Linked DNA regions of Mus musculus: all the other regions are linked to region 4. The links are chromatin contacts, called in public promoter capture Hi-C maps. All regions are on one chromosome and are shown on one strand. Each heading gives the region's core, a stretch centred on a gene start, on an enhancer-like site or on the middle of the called end of the contact. The rest is flanking DNA. Distances are from core to core; before and after follow the strand shown.

Region 1 (3,076 bases), core at 406-2,905, 1.0 Mb before region 4:
TGCTGTCAGGGTGCATTTTACTAACTAGCAGTTTACAAACTGAAGCAGTTTTCTCATTGATTTGTTAAGTATAGCAGTCTTTAAATTTTGAACGTTATTCATTATTATAAGTCAATATTTATTTATTGGTGTTTTAACATGTAGCCTCACTGTGTAGCCTAGGTTGGTCTTTTCCCCCCATTAATTTATTTATTCACTTTATATCCCCATTGCTGCCCCCTTCTTCCCAGGCCTGCCCCTATCCCCCTTCCCTTCTCTTCTGAGAGGGTGGAGCCTCCCCTGTTTCTATTCCCTCACCCTGGCACATCAAACATAGCTAGATGCATCCTCTCCCACTGAGACCAGACAAGGCAGCCCAGTTAGGGGAACAAAATCCACAGGCTGGCAAAAGCTGTAGAGACAACCCCTGATCCAGCTGTGGAGGACTCACATGAAGACCGAGCTATATACATCTGCTACATGTGTGGGGGAGGGGGGTTTGACCCAGCCAGTATATATTCACCTAGGTTGGTCTTAATTCATGGTGATTTTCCTGTGTCAGCTTGCAGTGCTAGAGTCACAGCTATTCACTCCCATACAGGGCTTGGAATTTATTTATTTATTTATTTATTTATTTATTTATTTATTTATTTATTTAAGGTTTGAAACGAGTCCTATTGTGCATCCCAGGCTGATCCTGAAGTCCAACTCTTGATTCTCCTGCCTCAGCCTACTAATGGCTGAAGATTACAGGTGGTGTGCTTAGCTACTATGGAACTTTTTGAGGGTAGAATGTTCAATTGTTCAACTCTGGTCTCCTCACACCTGGGTTCATTGAAAACTGTGGCCTCGAACTTTACCTCACATCTCATGTCTTGATTAATTTGCCTTGTAAAATGGGGATGATTCTAAGTCCTCTCTCAGGATGTGGTGGGGAGAAAATGAGACACAAGCAGGAACAGTTTGGGAGCCCTGTGAGGTTCCTTGTTTAGAAACAGGGTCTCGCTAGGTAGCCTGGAGCTATGTGGGCCACGAATATTTTGAACCTTCAGGTCCTCCTGCCTCTGTCTCCCAAGCAACGGAATTACAGGAATTCACCACTACTTCTTGCTCCCTAAGTTTATGGAAGGATTGCCCTGCAGTGAGTTGCATACCTTACCACCGAGCTGCTGGGAAGGGGTAATGCTTGCCTACCTTGTCAGTTTCTTCCTCCAGGGAGACCTGACCACCGGTGGGGGGGTGAGAGGTGGGTAAGAGGGTCCGTAGCGCTGGGTAGCCTTGCCTGGCCCATTAGCTTCTGCTCTTACCGCTAGGTCAGCCCACCCAACCTTTGCTTTCACCTCCTAATCACCAACCCAGGCATACCAGCCCCAGTCCTGGGTGAGTCCAAACAAAGGCGGGTCTCAGGGGACCCGCGGCGGCCGAATCTGAGATCAGCTTAACTGAGCGGCTGGCAGAGTCTTTGGAGAGAATGGCCAGAAATCCGAAGACCTTCGCCGGCCTCTGAGCTCCCCCAAAAGCTGATCTTCCGTGATTCCACTAGACACTGGGAGAGGGGCGTCATCAGCCACCTCCTTGCTTCCATACCCACCCCCTCATTTTTTCCCAGGCTGTGGGAGGCAAAGGGTTAAATCCCATAGAGCTGATGTTCTGACTCCAGGCTAGAGGGGCCCGGGAAGCTGGGGTCACTTCCTGCTCCGTCCCAGTCACCCTGAACTGGTCCCCGGGTCCTCAGCCTGGAATCACCCCTTGAGAAGGACCCTAGAGTTCCCGGCATCTAGCCCGTCCCCCGAGGCAGGGCACTTAAGGGGTTAAGTCCCCTGGGGCTGGCCTCTGCCTTTCGGCTTTTCCCAGACCCCAGAGCCGTGAGTTGGGGCCGCCTGGGTTCCCGGGGTGGCCTGGAGGCCCGGGACAGCCGCCGGGGAACAATAGGGCCAAGGAGGCGGCGACGGGCGAGGGGCGCAGGCCGGGCCCGGGGCGGCGGGGGACGGCGGCCGGGGGATTGTGAGAACCGCGCGGGGACCGCCGTGGGGGAGGGGAGGCGCGCGCGCCCAGAGAGCGAGTCCGGCCGGGGGCGGCGAGGCGGCCGCCGCTCTCCCGGAGCCGGGCAGCCTGGGCGTCCGCGGCGGGGAGGGAACGCCGGCGGCTCGCCTGGGCTTTGGGAGCCGGGGACAGGGTGGGTGCTCCCGGCCGGAGGCGCTCAAGTCTTGGTCCGCCGGGGTGCGGGGGGCGGCGTCGAGGGCGGTCCCGCTGCCTCCTGGTCAGGGTCACCCTGGGCCGCGCGCACCTCCGCGGGAAGGCAGCCGTCTCCGGCAGTCCTTCCCGCCTCGGTCCTCTGGGGGTCGTCCGGGGCAGGAGGCTGGCGCTCTTGGGCCTGGGCTGGTTCCCAGTAGTAGTCGCCTCGCAGTCTTTGCTACTTCTTGCATGTGGCCTGGTTATTAACTCTTTCCCTTCTACGGTAGGCCCTTGAGTTTTAAGTTTCTCTGTCCAAGTATCTAAGCTCCTACCTGTTCTCGGTCAGCTCAGCAGGGTAACCTTCTCCTCTCCGGGGGGCCCCCATCTCTCCCTAAAAACACTTAGAGATAGGGGATGGCTAACTCACTTCTCGGCTGCATTAGCAGTTGGTCAGCTGTCCATTGCTTCACCTGCTTCACACCCCAGCTACCTCTTGGTGAGCTTTGTCCTCTTTGTCCCTGTGCACAAAGTACCTATGCACACTGTCACCCCGAGGGTAGATTATTCCAGGGATTCCGTTAGATGTCAGCGCCCTCCTGCAGCCCTGTTCTCTCTCCTGGGGATCACCCCCGGGATTTTGAGTGACAGATATGACTCCTTCCCCTGGGGGCTCACTCTGACGAACTTATGTCACTTTTCTGACATCGATCTGCAAACTGATCTTAAAAGACACTGAACAAGATAGGCTGGCTTTCTGGGAGCATGAGGTGTCCAGCTCACTCAGTCCTCCAGCAGAGTTTTTACTGGGTACTTGTCCTAGGTGTGTGATGAAGCATCAACAAAAAGAATAAGGCAGAAGGATGGGTCCCCAGGTGTGTGTCTGGGTGGCTTTGGGGACATCCGTACCTAGAGCTCAGAGACG
Region 2 (2,904 bases), core at 161-2,660, 1.0 Mb before region 4:
CAACTTCTGCTTCCCAAGTGCCGGGCATTTCGGTAGCCCCACATCAAAGTCACCTCCTCCTCAAAACCTTTCTGAGAACATAAGCTCCCCAGGGCCCTGGTCCTACCCCTCAGATCTGATGTCCCTGGGTCTGGTCGAGGGATCACATCACGGGTCAGGCCCTCTTGGCACCCAGGCACCTCTGTCCCTGAAGACAGTTCCCTCTGGTTCTCGTAGCACTGGAGGAGGGCTTCTACAGTTTCATCCAGCTGAAAGAAGAAAGAACAAGAGGTTAGGAATGCCTCAGGGCTTCTCCCAGTAGGACGCTCGCTCTTCAGGCATCCACCTGGGCCCAGTAGCGGTTGACGATGAGGAGTGTGGCATCATCAGTGGCCTGCCTCTTCTCCAATTTCTCAATTCTCTCCCGGAGCTCATCCTCGCAGGCTTGCCGCTGCTCCAACCGCTCCGCCAGCTTCTTGTTCTTGAACTGCAGTACCTTGGAATCCATCTCCTCCTACCAGAAGGGAAGAGGCAGAGTGTCGGGCAGGACCCTGAACCATCACTGACACACAATAGGACAAGGATTAGACTGAAAGGGGAGAGGTATATAGCAAGGCTCAGACACTTGCAAAGAGAATATGCTAGTCATGAGAGCTTCACATTCCGTTCCTGCCCCTACCTGTTTCCAACTCAGACACATCACACAGGACTTACGGGAACATATGTGCGCATAAGTAAAAGGCCAGAAGGGACTCCGTAAAGTTGTTCTCTGATCACATTCACGCCGTTGGCACACCCACCCTCACCACCCGGTTTGTGTATATACACACGAGCACACACAAGATTCCAAACACTTTGGGCGCAGGCCAAATGTGACTTTCGCAAAAGCCCACCAACCGTGGAAGAAATGCCGCCGAGACGAATGGGTTCGATTAGAGTGGTCGTGGTCTTCTCCTCGCGGTTCATCTTCTTCTCTGGGGGTCCTGAGCCCCCGTCGCCGGCGGCGCGCTTGTTGCTGAGGCCAGACATAGCGGCGGTGGCGGAGGGGCAACTCAGGGCTCTCCGGGGCTGGCAGGCGGGTGGAGGCGGCACTTCCGTCACCTGCAGAAAACAGAGAGCTGAGCTGTGGATGCGTCTGGAGCTCCGCAGTCCTGAGCGTCCCCCTGGACATATCTCCCGGACCCCGCCCCCGCCGGACGGGGGTCCGCACTTACCGTAGGGTCAGCCAAGCGCCACCATCTTGGATTTCACCGGACGTCACCGGCCGCCAGACGCACAGCGCAGGCGTCAGAGCCGCTCCGGATGTGGCGAAACTTATTTCCTGTTTCTATTGGTAGCTCTTGGTTCCTCCTCTCGAGTCTTTTAGTCCCACCCCTCCAACCCCGCGACGGACTGTATTTCTCTTAATGATTGGCCAGCAGGCGGTTCCCATAGTTACTGACCCCGCAGTTGCACTAGGAGATGGAGGGGTGGAGCCTTTGCTGCTGTTCGGGGTACTCGGTACACGACCCCTTGTAACTCCAGATCCAGAGGATCCGTCATCCTCTCCTGGCCTCCGCGGAGCCCTCCCGAACATCCTGTACATATGTGCGCACACGCACGCACAAACACAATCTTTTAAAGATTTAAATTAAATCTTTAAAAAGACCGACCCTCAAAAGCACCCTTACAAGCAACTTCTAAGAGGCACGTGCAACTCGTTACGCATGCGCTCTATCTTTTCAATGATTGGCGTGGGCTTGTACTTTCTACTTTCCTTAACAACGGTCACCGGGGAGACAAGTTGGGAAGACGCCCTCTGCGGATTGGCTGCCTCTCGCTTCACCGCCTCTGAAGAAACACTAGAAGGGGCAGGACCGGGCTTTGCAGTGGGAGAGCTGGCTGTCCCAGAGCCCAGGCTGGAGAGCCCTTGACTGAGGCTAAGAAGGACGAAGAGATGATTACCCCCAGTTCCAGCCAGAGCCTGGGAATGAAGGTGCAGATGGAGTCGGAACAATCTCCCAAATTGCAGGAGGAACTGGACAGGAGTCCCAGCTCGGTGGACGGCTCGGCCATAAGGAACGGAACAGACATGCAGACCGAGTCGCCCGCAGAAGCCACTAGTAGCCCTGTGGAAGTGGCTGAAGATCCTGGAGCCAACTTGTTCCCGGTGAGGGCGGGACAGAGTTGTCCTCTAGTGAATACTTAGGTTTCCCAAAAAAGGTGCCGCCAGTCATTACGTTTATCAACATTAGGGAATTTCCTGGAGTTGCTTTGATTGTAAATAGGCTGCTAAATAGTATTTCGAGCCCACCGAAGCCCGGTTTTACCTATTTTGCTATAGTTAAAATTATAGCACACTCAGACCTGCTAGAAATTCATGAGGTACTAGGGACTAGGGGATACATACTGTCGTATCTATTTGTCCCATAATCTGTCTTCTCTCCGCAGCCACCACTACCCCAGCCCCGGATCTGTATGTGGTGAGTGTGGAGAGCCCAGGGGAAAAGTTACACTTCTCATTTGTATTACTCCTGTAAGGTGTCCTCAACAGTCCTGTCCAGCCAGGGCTCTCCAGTTTTACAAAGATGAGACTGAGAAGTGCTCAAGGTAACGAGTCACCAGCGTGCCAGGTGCCTCAGTGTAAAGTGGCGGTGTGAGAAGGGAGGCAAAGGCAGGAATGTACACAGCTGCAATGATGGAGCACTGTGCACACCGATGCCAAGGCCCAGGGGACTTCATCAAGGTCACACAGAGCAAGACAAGGACTCAAAGTTGTTTTTTGGGGGGTTTTCAAGACATTGTTTCTCCTTGTAGCTTTGGCTATCCTGAAACTCACTCTGTAGACCAGGCTGGCCTCAAACTCAAGAGATCCGCCTGCCTCTGCCTCACAGTGCTGGGTACAGTGAGTGTACCACCACTACCTGGCACAACTCTTTTCTAATC
Region 3 (2,757 bases), core at 247-2,746, 1.1 Mb before region 4:
GGTCCCAGAAACCCCTTCTTTTGCTTGGTAGTCCCAATAGTGATCACTGTCCAGACCCCCCCCCCAAAATGTATTTGTTTTCTGTTATATATAGAATTATATGTAGGTATGTATGTATATAATTCTAATTATTCTAATTATTATTCTAATGCATGCTGTCACATCTGACTTCTTTCATCCAAGATCTCTCTTCACTGTTGCACATAGCTGGACTCTGGTGATTCTGGCTGTTCTGTCCGTGTCCATGGTAGAAATAGGTTGTAATTGCTTTTCCATTCCATTCTTTTTTTTTTTTTATAAAGATTTATTGTTATAGCTGTCTTCAGACACAACAAAAGAGGCCGTCAGATCTCATTATGGGTGATTGTGAGCCACCATGTGGTTGCTGGGATTTGAACTCAGGACCTTTGGAAGAGCAGTCAGTGCTCTTACCCACTAAGCCATCTCGCCAGCCCCTTCCATTCCATTCTTTGTGTTGTTTCCAGGTTGTTGCTACTGTGAAAAGAGTCCCAAACTTTCCAGTATTCATATCTTGGTGTTCATACAGACACCACATTTTGTCCTAGTGAGGTTTCTAGTGATGTAATAAACACCATGACCAAAAGCACCTCGTGGAGGGAAGAATGTAGTTCAGCTTGCAGTGATAGTCCGTTATGAAGTCAGGGAAGGAACTTAAAGCAGGAACCTGGAGGCAGGGACTGAAACAGAGACCTTGGAGGAATACTGCTTGCTGACTTACTCCCCAAAGCTTGTCCAGCCTGCTTTCTTAGAGTGTTCAGAGGTGGCACTGCCCTCAGTGGTGTGGGCTCTGCCACATCAACTACCATCAAGAAAATGGCCCCACAGACTTACCCATAGGGCATCTTGATTGAGGCCCTTTCTCCACCAAGGTTCCCTCATCCCAGCTGACCTAGTTTATGTCAGGCTGACAAAAAACTAGGCAAGCACACATTTCTTCTGTTGAGTGTTGATAGCTTGGGAGTGGAAAGTGTTGGAAAACGGGGTTGGTATAAGTTTTTCACTGGAAGACTATCAGTTTTCCAAAGTATCTCTACCAATTACACAACCTGATTCAAGGAATGCCAAGTTGCTCTGCTACCCCATCTACATGGTCTTTCTCATTCCCGCCATTCTGGCTGAGGAGGCCCGCTCTCCACTCGCAGCGTCTGGCGCGTACTTGGCACTGTTCATGGGACTGTTCAATGAATGAATGAACAAATTAAGTTGGGCAGCGTAGAATCAAACAGCCTGGAGAGGGCAGACGCGCGCACAGAGCATTTCAGGGACGCCCACCCGCCGCGGACGCACACCAGGACAGTCCCTCTCGCGCACCCCTGAGCCCACGTGGCCGGAACGCACCGCCTCGCTCGGGCCGCGCGCGTCCAGCCGCACAGCTGCCCCCCAGCTCTCCCTCTCCGTGGCTGGCAGAGGGCGCTGTGCGTCCGTGCGCCCCGAGGGGCGGGCCCGGGCCGGGGCGGGGCTGGCCGGGCTTCCAGGCCGGGGCTCTAGCAGCCCGCGCCGCCCGGGCCGCTCCGGGGACGGGCCGGGGCGGGGCGCGGTCTTAGGAAGCCAGGCGGGGACGCGCGGAGGCGTTGGGGAGCGAGGGAGGGCGCGGCCAACTCCCGGAGGGACGGCAGGCCGAAAGAGCGGCGCTGGGGCCTGGCGCTCAGCCTGAGATCGCCGGACCACAGGCCGCCCCGCCACGGGCTCTGTCCCGGCCCCAGCCCCGCCAGCATGGCCGGCCGGACCGTGCGGGCCGAGACCCGGAGCCGGGCCAAAGATGACATCAAGAAGGTGATGGCGACCATCGAGAAGGTCCGGAGATGGTGAGCGCTGCCCCCGGGCCAGGGATACAGCCAAGCCACCTCCTCCAAACGCGTCCGCCCTTTCCTGGCCCGCTGCCCCCGCCCACCAGCTGTGCTCTGAATCGACAGGGCGCCCCCTTTCCCCGGCAATTCCCAGAGGTCTACAAAGCGTGGTCCGGAGTGGTGCTTTCCCTGAGCGGGAGCCCTCATCTATGCCCCGCCCCCTGAAGCTTTTGACACTCTAGCAAGCTTGGCCCCGGGTCTTCATTGCCAGAGTCCCTGGCCAGGCCTTGGTGGCGCCCTGCTGAGTGCCCCAGGTGTCTGCAAAACCGCAGCTCCAAGTTATATCCGTTTCTGCTTTGCCCTGGGGTTTGAGGGCTCTTTCTGCTTCTGTGCCAGTGTTAGCGAAGCTGTCCCTACCCTAGCACACCTCCCTGACCTCCAGTCTGTGGGGCTCATCCTTGGGCCTCCCTGATCCAGTCTCCTGACCTCCCACAGGGAGAAGCGCTGGGTGACTGTGGGAGACACTTCCCTTCGAATCTTCAAGTGGGTGCCTGTGGTGGATCCCCAGGAGGAGGTGAGCAAGCCCCAACCCCCAACAGGCCTTGCATCTGTGCAGCCTCAAGCAATTTCCCTCCCAGCCTTGGCCTCCACCTTCAGTCGGCTTGGAGACTCCAGTGTGGAGCCCAGGCAGATGGTAACGATTATTAGGGGGCGCGAGCGCACTTACACACACACACACACACACACACACACACACACACACACTTTCTCCAAGTTCAAGGCCTAACTCAATCTACACAACCTGATGCAGCACCTTTCGCTTCTCTGAGCCTAGGTTTCCTTATTCGTATTGAAGGGCTTTGTAAGAGCTCCCTAGACAACTAGCTCTGATCTTACCTCTCTAACCCCCAGGAGAGGCGGCGGGCAGGAGGCGGGGCAGAGAGATCCC
Region 4 (3,061 bases), core at 492-2,991:
AATAGGTGTGGCCTTGGAGGAGGTGTATGTCTGGATCCCACACTCTTCCCAGTTCTCTCTGTGTGTCTCTCCCCCTCTGCCTCTTTCTGTGTCATCTCTCAGCTTCTGCTCTGGCGCCATGGCTGCTGTCATGTCCCTGCCCGGTTGATCATGGACTCATCCTCTGAAACTGTAATCCCCAGTGAGGTCTTTCTTCTATACGTTGCTTTGCTTTTGCATGGTTTCTTCATAGCAACAAAAACGGACCTAATCCTGGAAGCTGAACTCTGGCAGGCAACATGCATACACAAGAGACTGGCACTGGGGCCACGCTGAGGTAGGCACACAGACATGCATACACTGCCAGCAGGCTAGCAGGCTAAGGTGAAGCCTCAGGCCTCTGACCTCAAGGCCGTCTTTATATAAAACCCACCCAACAGTGCCATTTTGCTAGAATTATACTTCACTGTTTATTTTTGGGCACCCCAGACATCAGTTGGTGAAATGCTTGCCTAGTATGGATCTAGACCCTGGGTTCCATACCCAGTACTACAAAAATCTAGGCCTTGTATGTTGCAAAGGCCACTAGGAATTGGGGGAGGTGGGAGGTGGTAGGGTGGTAGTCAGGGGAGGTGGTCAGAAGACAACTATCAGGAGTTGTTTTTTCTATTCTGTGGCCATAGGGAACTAACTCAAGTTCTTACGCTTGGTGACAAGTGCTTTTTCATCTGAAACACCTCGTGGGTCCAGTGGCTAGCTAGTATATGCTCATTCTGCACAAGGTACTGTCCCACACACATCATATGTTCTCATTTTATTTTCCTAATATCAAATGAACAAGTGCTATTATTCCCCTTTGTTTGTAGCACAGGGAGAAGAGCAGAGAGAGATTAGAAGTTAGAAAGTTTGCCTAAGAAAACGGTAAAGACAGGATTCCAACACTCAAGATCTATGAAGTTTGCTTAAACCTGAGAAACCATGCTCTCTTCTGAAGCATATATATTAAAATTGGAAAGATAAGGTAAGATTAGTATGGCCCCTGCACAAAGATGTCACACAAATTTGTAAAGCGTTCCGTATTTTTAAAATCCTTTTCTAAAACAAAACAAAACAAAACAAAATGACAACAACGACACTCCTCCAAAACCTCGCAGGACATCGGCATCAAGCTGACACCAGCCCTTAGATTCTTACTCTGAAGTTAAGATGGGCGGCCAGAATACTTTTTGTTTTTTTGTTTTTTTTTTTTGTTTTTTGTTTTTTTTTTCGAGACATAGTTTCTCTTGGCTGTCCTGGAACTCGCTCTGGAGACCAGGCTGGCCTCGAACTCAGAGATCCACTTGTTTCTGCCTCCTGAGCGCTGGGATTAAAGGTGTTGAGCCACCTCCGCAGGCTTCAGAGCTTAGCTTTTTTTTTTTTTTTTTTTTTTTTTCTTTTTTTTTGGCCCAGTCTGGCCTTGAACCCATGATCCTCCTGCTTCACCCTTTCTAGTGTAGGGAATTACAGACGTGCACCATGGGGCGGTTACTAAATTCTATATTGTCAGTCTTGCAGCCTAGTCCGGGCGGTCCTAGTGAGCAGCCAGTCAGTCTTAGTTTAGATAAGATTTAGAACCTCGGCTACTAATTCGTCCCAGGCCGTGTATAGCGCAAAGGCCACTGGGAATTGTAGTTATTTAGCGCATTCTTTGGTGCTTCCGGGAAGTGACGCCCCCCCAACCTTTTCCTCTTCCGGCGTCGTGCCTGTCTCACCTGCTCAGAGGGACTCGGCAGCTTAGCTGGTTCGTGTCTCTTGGGCCTCGTGCTCCGTGGAGGGCAAGGGGGAGGCCGTGCAGGCGGGAACGGGGGTCCGGGTCGGGAGATGGTAGCCGCGGTTGCCCCCAAACCCTGACGCCGCGGGTTTCCTCAGGTTCCGGCCGCGAGCGCCTCAGCCCTTCAGCGCCGTCGCCATGTCGCGATTCTTCACCACCGGCTCGGACAGTGAGTCGGAGTCGTCCCTGTCCGGGGAGGAGCTCGTCACCAAACCGGTCTCCGGGAACTACGGCAAACAGTGAGCTGGGGGCGCGGAGGGGACGGGTTTGGCGGGCTGCGGGGGCTCGGGTGGGCGAGCGGAGCCATGGGCTGGGCGCGTCTGAGAAAGGAGCTCTCGCAGCGAGCTGGGGGAGCCCTCGGCGTCCTCGGTACCGAGGAGGAGGAGAGGTTTTCCGTTGCTTAGTATTGCATCAGCTCTTAAGGCCTCCAAGTCTGCAGCCTCGTAACTCCTGCCCACATTCCATCTCTCGCATCCCTTCCCGCCCCTTGACTGTGGCTTTCGGAAACTCCCCGTATCGTAAATCTTCCCACTAAGCTTAGTCGTTATGATTTGTACTCATGGAGGGAAACCCTCAGTGCTTGGTTAGTTTGGCCCTGAAATCCGGTCGTTTGGCTCTGCGTGCCAAATGCTAAACACTGCTGTGTTCATCTTTATTTACTGTCTTTTTCTCGATCTCTGTAAATTAAAACTTTTTGAACTTTGAAACAGTTCTCAAAACAACATTGTTTTTGCTGTGTACCTGAAGGGTTTTAAGACATACTTACCTCCACAGAGACTTTTTTTTTTTTTTTTTTTTTTTGGTTTTTCAAGACAGGGTTTCTCTGTGTAGCCCTGGCTGTCCTGGCACTCACTTTGTAGACCAGGCTGGCCTCGAACTCAGAAATCCGCCTGCCTCTGCCTCCCGAGTGCTGGGATTAAAGGCGTGCGCCACCACGCCCGGCGCTCCACAGAGACTTGTAGAGAATTGTAGATGAATATCCAGACATATCCATGTGACTGCGATAGCATAACACTGTCCAAAGTGGAAAAACTATCACTTGTCCCATATTAAAAAAAAATTGTCAGGAAAAGTTAATACCATGGAAAGAAAATAATAGAGACACTGTTGCTAACTGAATGCTTTCACCCATTATTGAAAAAAATACAATCAAAGAGAGTGTTAGAATTCACCAAAACTAGTGGCCTCTCCTATTTTGGGAAATGTTTCTTTTTAGAATCTGGCTAGGTACCAGCTCCTTGGAGCTTTTCCCATTTGTTAGAGTTAGGGGGC

What was found. Promoter capture Hi-C pulls out the DNA fragments that hold promoters and counts their contacts. Capture Hi-C pulls out chosen DNA fragments and counts their contacts.
Region 1: a promoter capture Hi-C map of embryonic stem cells shows a contact between it and region 4, with 2.2 times the contacts expected there. The contact joins the promoter of Zfp629 here to the promoter of Eif3c in region 4. A contact is called at or near these places in 3 of 39 promoter capture datasets (embryonic stem cells, liver and pre-B cells) and 1 of 9 other capture datasets (adipose tissue).
Region 2: a contact with region 4 is called in a promoter capture Hi-C map of liver, with 3 times the contacts expected there. The contact joins the promoter of Ccdc189 here to the promoter of Eif3c in region 4. A contact is called at or near these places in 1 of 39 promoter capture datasets (embryonic stem cells), 1 of 115 datasets of contacts at active chromatin or transcription factors (astrocytes) and 2 of 9 other capture datasets (adipose tissue and liver).
Region 3: a promoter capture Hi-C map of liver shows a contact between it and region 4, with 3 times the contacts expected there. The contact joins the promoter of Bcl7c here to the promoter of Eif3c in region 4. A contact is called at or near these places in 3 of 39 promoter capture datasets (liver and pre-B cells) and 2 of 9 other capture datasets (adipose tissue and liver).

The regions. Positions count from the first base shown.
Region 1 is chr7:127,613,851-127,616,926 of GRCm38.p6, reverse strand. It overlaps Zfp629 (zinc finger protein 629), which reads left to right and starts at 1,655. Exons shown (of 3, transcript NM_001362196.1): 1 at 1,655-1,844.
Region 2 is chr7:127,587,101-127,590,004 of GRCm38.p6, reverse strand. Ccdc189 (coiled-coil domain containing 189) reads left to right here and starts at 1,410. Exons shown (of 9, transcript NM_001033040.3): 1 at 1,410-2,128; 2 at 2,410-2,441. The coding sequence starts at 1,916. Rnf40 (ring finger protein 40) reads right to left here and starts at 1,307. Exons shown (of 20, transcript NM_172281.2): 1 at 1,194-1,307; 2 at 877-1,080; 3 at 326-493; 4 at 107-248. The coding sequence starts at 1,008.
Region 3 is chr7:127,707,505-127,710,261 of GRCm38.p6, reverse strand. It overlaps Bcl7c (B cell CLL/lymphoma 7C), which reads left to right and starts at 1,496. Exons shown (of 6, transcript NM_009746.2): 1 at 1,496-1,826; 2 at 2,304-2,382; 3 at 2,721-2,757. The coding sequence starts at 1,735. Mir762 (microRNA 762) reads right to left here and starts at 1,775; the gene lies at 1,700-1,775.
Region 4 is chr7:126,565,046-126,568,106 of GRCm38.p6, reverse strand. It overlaps Eif3c (eukaryotic translation initiation factor 3, subunit C), which reads left to right and starts at 1,741. Exons shown (of 21, transcript NM_146200.1): 1 at 1,741-1,759; 2 at 1,888-2,028. The coding sequence starts at 1,928. Gm25579 (a small nuclear RNA gene) reads left to right here and starts at 958; the gene lies at 958-1,063.